2 separate regions of the Gasterosteus aculeatus genome follow, and region 1 is linked to region 2. The links are chromatin contacts, called in public Hi-C maps. All regions are on one chromosome and are shown on one strand. The core of a region is the stretch at or near the end of the contact, and the rest is flanking DNA. Distances in the headings are between cores, read along the strand shown. Region 1 has its middle 31 kb from the start of LOC144409417. Region 2 holds the start of zfp36l2 (zinc finger protein 36, C3H type-like 2).

Region 1 (3,751 bases), core at 817-3,316, 49 kb before region 2:
GTTAAAAGAAATAACACATTCACTTTATCAGCGGTTCACAGAAACTTACACCACAAACGTCCGTTCGTTCCTACCAACTGGGCTGCTTCCGTAATATCTGGGCTGCTTTTAGACTCCTTAAATGTTCGATGTCCTCAAATGCAAAGATTTCCGCTCAGTAAGCCCAACATGACAGCGTTTCAGAACACGACCTCATCTGCAGCCCGAATGATTGAAATGTGATAAACCTTTTAGTGTTACACGTCCTGCCAGCAGTAATTCACTCTGATTTTGTCTGTTTTCATTTCTTCTATGATATATTTGCCCCGGTTCCGCCTTCATGCAACTCCTTCATGATGAATGAATGTTTCAAAGTTGCTTTGAAAAATGGGGGGGTTAGGTCTGTTAGGTCTGTTGGCCGCAGTCTCACCACAGGTCATCGACCACATGAAAATGTGGTTCTGTGTTGAGTAAATGCTCTTGGGTGGCGCCACATAACCGGTGGATGCAACATAATGTGTCATCCCGGGGTCCATTGAACAGTACAATAATAATGAAACCAGATGATACATCATTTGTTTTTTTTTCTTTTTATTCTTGATGGCATTTCTTTTTTAGACTATGCATCGAGTGTGCTGACTATTTGTTATTCTGCTATGTGAAATATTTCATGGCTCTTGTTATAGCCCCTTAAATGCTTTATACAACAAATAATATGTACTGGTGTTTTTGTAGATACATACTGTAGGTGTATATCAAAATACACAGATATATGTGTGTATGCAACCTTTGACTATCGTTCATGTACCCCTGCTTTAGTCGTAGAGTTCATATCATCTTCTACTTACTTTATGACGACTGAAACTTTTAAACTTTTATAAACACACATTTTAAAAACCATCAATGATGAAAAAACCTCAGCGAGGCCCTTTTCAGATTAATATAAATAAATATACATGTACGGCAAAAGGCATCCTTCTAAGAACACCGCAGCTCAGAGGCCCTGAAAAAGGAGGCGTGCTCATCTTTGCTTTTCATCCAACACCAGTTGCCCACAGCCAGTCGTCTGTTTGCCAAGTCGAGCCGTGCAGGAGACGTAGATGTTGGAGAATTGAGGGGAAAATGAAGCCACCTAGACCTCAAATCCCCCCCGGAGAAAAGAGAGAGAGAAACTGAAAGAAAAATGGGGGGGAAAGAACTTTGAGGAAATTCCCCTCCTTCCCATTTCTCCCCAGTCCCTGCAGTGCTCAATTGTAAATTCTTGGGAATAAAAAAGAAAGCAGGCACAGCTTTGTGCTCAGGGCTCAGCTTGGCTTCATTAAAAGAGCCAGCGGAGACGAGAGAAGGGCCTGATGGGATGTAGGGGTGGGGGACCTGGTTCTCTTAAGCCCCATCAGTGTGTTTATGCTGTAACAGCGAGGACGAGGAGGGGGGGGGGGGGGTGCAAGCTGTGTGTGTGTGTGTGTGTGTGTGTGTGTGTTTTGGACTTTTTCTGACTCAGAGCCGTGCTCCACAGCCCATAATTAATGGTCCCTGATGGAGGTGGGGCGGGACAATAGCAGCCTTTCAGCGGGGCCCCCAGTCCCCGGACCCTGTCCTGGCCCGTCCTGCAGGCACATTGTTGCCCTGCTGTAACTTCTGCCAGCTGGGCCTGGAGGGAAACTTCCGCATAGTGGGGGACAGAGACACTGCGACGCAGGATCCTGTGTGTCTGCATGTGTGCACAGAGGCTTCGTACCAAATTGGATTACGGAGTTAAATACGAGTAGAGGAGAGTAGAAGACAGAGCGCCAAGAGACACCGTGCACTTGTTGCACTCGTGTCTTCCACCGGCGGAGGATAAAAATGTTTGTACGGAATTATTCTCGGCTCTGGTGGGAATAAAATTAAGTATGAATGTGGGATAGCTTCACTATTACAAGGTCATCTTGTCAGATATCGATTATTTCATCTGTTTTTAAGGTTTAGAGAGCAGGAAAAAACTTTTTCTTTTTTTACTTTACGATGAACACCAGGGGTCAGTGTTCCTACGAGTAAAGAGAGCGGCAGCAGCGTGCACCCCCACCCATCATCCATCCACACGTGAATCACAGTGGCTCTCCGCGCGGTCAGTGCAGGACCAGAGACGTCTTTTCCCCGTCTACCCGCCTCTGGGGTGACGTCCTGTTACACAACTCCGCTAAGATATCTGTTTACTATTATTCAGTTGTTTTTTCTTAAATAAGGACTTTTCCTCATTTTCTTTCCTAATACCTGTAGTAATTGTGTCTCACCCTGAAGTCTTCCGTCTGTGAAATAAGATTGTTAATATGGCTGCGTGGCCAAAGACGCGCACGGGGTTGTGTGAGGGTCTGCGTTGGCCCGATAAGTGTACACTTGTCAGGCATGTGTGCGCATGCTTTGGGTGCGTAATTGCGACTGAATCCACTTCACACATTCAACAAGTGTTATATTTTGTGACTGTAAATCAATGGTTGCCTGAGGTTTTGTTGCAGCAACACTGTATATTATGTTGCGATTTATTACAATGTTCAATTACATTCTACAGTATGTTATCTGCGGTTTGCAATGTCATGACACAGTGTGTTACGTTGCCTCGTCCTTTCACAGCATCTTATGTCACGCTGTCTTACATTACCGTATGATGCCCATTAGTTGTTATATTATGTCATGGCATGTGGTGTTAAGTCACTTGACGTCTCTTCACGTCATGTCATGCTACGGTTTGTTTTGTTACGCCATCAAATCATACAGTCTTTTAGTCAGTCACATTATGTCAGGTCATCATGGGGCAAACTCTGCCATGAGAGCAGAAGCATTCCCACTCTGCCATCGCTAATACATTCGGATGCAGCGGATGGGAATTACGCAGGAAGACAGGCTGGGACCCGGAGCCCCTTAATCTGCCCTGTGGAAGCCATAATCCCATTACTGTGCAAGGGAGCGGGAGCCCCAGGACGCTCTAGCTCACTGCCTGCAGCCGGGCGACAAAGCTCACTGTTTTTTGATCAGCTTTTGAAGTGGAAGCTGACCTGAAGGAACCTCGTTTGGATTCCTGGAGGCGTGACGGCGGCAGTTACAGACCAGCGGTTATCTCGCTGTAAGGACGAGGAAGAGCGTTTCCACAGGGAACTCCCAGTGGATTATTTATAGGTTTTTGGAATTCCAAGGTCAGTGTAAAATCAAGCAGCTGGAAAACAAACTGTCGTACAATGCACATATCTCTTCTACAAGTTTCAAAAGTGAATTTTTCTTTTTTAGACAATTAAAATCTGGAAAAAGATAAAGGTTTCCATATTTGCCTACAAAATCAACCATCAACCTTGACTTATTCATTCAGTGAAATGAGGCATACAAAATATAGAGAGCAGTTTTTTTCCATTGGATCTGAGTTCAATCTTACCAAAATACATGTTTTGTTTTTATAGGAAATAACTGTCATAACACTTCCTGGATACAAACCAGCGTTTGTTTCTATTTCCACTCACATGTGCTGTCAAACCACACTGTCATTTCAATTCCATTTCCCATTCTGCTGCTTTGTTTGGGGCTGCTTCTCTTCTCCTTATTATTATTATTTTGATGTGTCTGAATCCATGTTTCTATTATTTCTTCTTTGTCTCAACAACAAGGACTGGTTTTTATCACATAAAGACCCCATTGGTCCCGTTAATTTCTTTTCTCTCTTGTGTCTGTGCCTCACTCTAAACGGAATCTGTTGACATGCACCAGCCTGTCAGTCTGCACGAGTGTGTGTGTGTGTGTTTATATG
Region 2 (3,457 bases), core at 424-2,923:
GTGTGCACGGCCAGCGGGGCCAGCAGGGCTTTTAGGTCCTGCCCGGGGAAGGCGAAGGCACTGTTGATGCAGGACAGGGAGTTGGGAGAGAGCACGTCCTCGTAGAAGCTCGAGGTGGAGGTGCAGGAGGAGGAGGCGGTGGCCGGCGGCGGGGTCCGGGACATGGGGCTGTCGAGCAGGGGAGACTCGAGCCCGTGGTGGGTGGAGAAGCCGGAGAAGCTGAGGCTGTGGTGAAGCTTTGGTCTGTCCCTCTGGGTGTAGCCGAGCTGCGGCGGCAGCGAGTCCCGCTGGCCGTAGCTGCACAGGTCGCGGACCGAGCGGGACTCGCCCAGCTGCATGTTGGCGTTGGTGGCCGGCGCGGGCCGCCGCTCGTCGGCGTTGTGGATAAAGTGACACCGGGGGCCGTACGGGCAGAAGCCGATGGTGTGGAAGGTGCGGCACGGCTCGGTTTTGTACTTCGGGTGGCGGGACAAGCTCCGCAGCTCGTGGTAGCCGTGAGCGAACTGGCACTTCTCCCCGTACTTGCACGAGCCGTTCTCCTCGAAGGGCCGGCACAGCTCGGTCTTGTAGCGGGTGGAGTTGATCTGAGAGCCGGGCTTCTGCTGCAGCACGCCCCGGTCCCCGTTGTCGCTGTACGCGCGGTCGCGGAACTTGTTCTCCTTGTTCATGAGGGCCGTGGCGGCGCTGCTGCTGCTGCTGCCGCCGCCGTTCGGCGTGTTCTCCTTCAGGCTGCCGTAGGAGCCCATCGAGTACTTGTTGCCGTTGTTCAGCGCCTCCAAGTTGCTGGTTGAGTTTCTGCGGAAAAATCCCGGAGAGAAAGGGCCGGAGCCCGGAGACGTGACCGGGGCCCCGACGGCTTTCTTGTCCAGCATGCTGTTGATGTGGAGGGCGTTCATGTTCATGCTTTTATCTTGCTGTACGGGAGAGAAAGACACAAGTTAGCAGTGCACGGCTGGCAGCAAATTGACACAATGTTTCCACCACATGACGCCGCAACAAGTTGATGCAGTCGAACAACTTTGCGGCGTTGATGCAGCGCGCGCGCCCGCGCCCCCCGGTAACGCGCCCGAGCTTTACCTTGTAGAGCAAGTCCATGTCGTAGAACGCGGACAAGACGGTCGCAGACATCTCGTTTCCCCAAGCGTGCTGCCGCACTCCCTCTTTCATGGAGGACCGAGCGGGGTCCCTGAACGCGGCGTGCGGAAGCGGTAGTTTGTGCCACGACTGGTTTTGGTTGAGGGAAAAAGTTGCCGTTAAAAAGTTCGTGTGCAGTTTTTAAGTCCGCAGAAGTTTGGAGGAGGATAAGAAGAAACACACAAAAAAAACCAACAACCAGCAGGGGGGTTGGTTTGGTGCTGTGGGGTCGGAGGTGGCTTTATGTCCTCCCCTCGAGAAGCGCGGAGCCAGAGTGCTTCACTGTGCGCTGCAGCCTTTTTGCGTGGGTATAAATGCCTGGCGGCGGCCGGGGAGGGGCGAGCTGAAGTCGGTGCGAAGTTTTGCGAGGAGCCGCCTCTTCCCCCCCTCCCGGAGAAAAGCTCCTCTCACCGGTTGGCCGCCTATTCTCCTTCACCACGCCTTGAAATCCAACCCCAGCACCCCCCCCCCCCCCCCCTCTCCCTTCCCGCACACACACACACACTTTTAATCACACAACCAATTTTGTGGAAGTTTATCTTTTATTTTTTTGTTACTACTTCTTCTTCGGCCGACTCGCTGAGAAAGAATGCAGAAACACATGGTGGGGGTCTACTGCGCATGCGCGCTGCTCTACAGGAACAAATTAACCGTACGCACATCCTCCCCTGGGTCACACGTTGTGCCTTGCTCAAAGGCAACTTCTCCGACCCCCCCGAAAAAAAAGAAAAAACCGACCAGTGCCAGGCCACCCTTCTCCACCTCTGGACCACCACACTAGGAAGCTGACACATGCATTTGTAATGGAAGGAAACTGTGCCTCTCCCTCCCTGTGATGGGGTGAGACCACAAGTATGAGGGGAGAGGAGTCCAGGCAGAGTGCAAGCACCAATTTATAGCAGCGAGCGCGTTGCGTAGTGGACTTCCACAGGGCAACAGCGGCCTATTCCTGGTCCACTACACATGGCAGAGGAGACATGTCCATGGCCGTCGGCAGCGCGTGACCTTTTTATGCTACTCATTCAAACTAAACATCGATAGGATTTTGTCTCGATTCAGAAATCGATTGGAAAAGAACGAGCTAACGCGCTGAGCGCAAAGCGGATACGCTTCGGTTACAATCTTCTTTTTGAGCCACTCTTGAAGTTTCTCCATGACTTGTTTTTCCCCCCCAATCTCAGGCCCGACTGCAAGAATGCGGTTTGTAAATGTGTCGCAGCGGAGCAACGCTGCCCCCGCGAGGCCAAGAGGGGAACTGCGTGCCCAAACGGACTCTGGCTCCCCCTGCTGGCCGCAGCTGGCTCAGGCCTAAAGGCCCATTTGGATCCCCTTTAGCGGTGATTGTAGAGAAAGTGACTTTTTTTATGTCGTTTGTTTTTGCCACAGCAGAAGCCCCCAGACATAGTGGGTGTTTTGTGTCACCCTCCTCTTTGTTAATCAAAGAACGCGCTGCAGTTGGCCTGACGTAACGTTCGCAGGGTGGCAGAATGTTCACATGGAAATGTCAAACTACTACGCTGCACTCTGGGAGTTGTCAAGTTGAGAAGAATAAATCCCACAGTGGAAAGATTGCAGCGCTGGCAGCAGAAGGACGAGACTTACATCAGCGAGCCGACAGCGGGGTGTAAAAACGCTGTGCGACACGGATCTGCAGAAATTTCCAGGTTCTGCGACACTAGTAACCATGAAGCTTTTCAAGTCAAAGAATAGTTCTACATTCTTTTTTTTTAAATAAACAATTTTTCTCTCCATGACATGATTCAATATTTCTTCAAGTGCTGTACGGTTTGTGATGCCGGGGGGGACACATGCGAAAAACAAGTGACATAAGAGCTTGGAATCTACTACTACCAACCCTAAAATTAGTCTTGAGGGCTGCCCCAGGACTATTTGCTTGGCCAGTTGTGATAAATAGTTTAATGGGAAGAACAGACACGCCGAGGCTGCTGAGAAAATCCCTTCAACATGTCCTCGTCCGCAGTAACCGCTCTCCTCCATCACGGCTCTGTTCCGTTAAAGCGTTCATCTATGGGGGGGCGTTAAGATGTTCCAAAACATTACGTCAGTTTTACTGTAACAGGGAACATGGCTACCAGGGAAGGAGAAGGGTCCGGCTGTGTGAGAGGGCAACACACAAATTCATGTGTACAAACACACACGCATACACACACAGGACAGTAGTCCATTGTGCCGTCCTCCTAATTACATAACCAGGAAAAGTAGAGGGAAGCATAAAAACGCAGTCCAACGGGAAGAATCCTGCAGTAAATTGAACAGCGGAAAAATAACACCTTGTATAAACATACAGTCGAAGTCAGAGCGA

The links. A called contact is a pair of places that touch in the nucleus more often than the background predicts.
Region 1: a Hi-C map of tail fin shows a contact between it and region 2, with 5 times the contacts expected there. The contact joins the enhancer-like site here to the promoter of zfp36l2 in region 2. A contact is called at or near these places in 4 of 6 Hi-C or Micro-C datasets (skeletal muscle, tail fin and whole body).

Annotation. Positions count from the first base shown.
Region 1 is chr6:6,319,560-6,323,310 of fGasAcu3.hap1.1, forward strand. No RefSeq gene overlaps it. Among protein-coding and RNA genes, the nearest start is that of LOC144409417, 31 kb to the left of the region's middle. Within about 2 kb of position 2,067, at least 7 of the 9 cell types and tissues checked have open chromatin away from gene starts, as enhancers often do.
Region 2 is chr6:6,369,091-6,372,547 of fGasAcu3.hap1.1, forward strand. It overlaps zfp36l2 (zinc finger protein 36, C3H type-like 2), which reads right to left and starts at 1,674. Exons shown (of 2, transcript XM_040179111.2): 1 at 1,078-1,674; 2 at 1-914. The coding sequence starts at 1,167.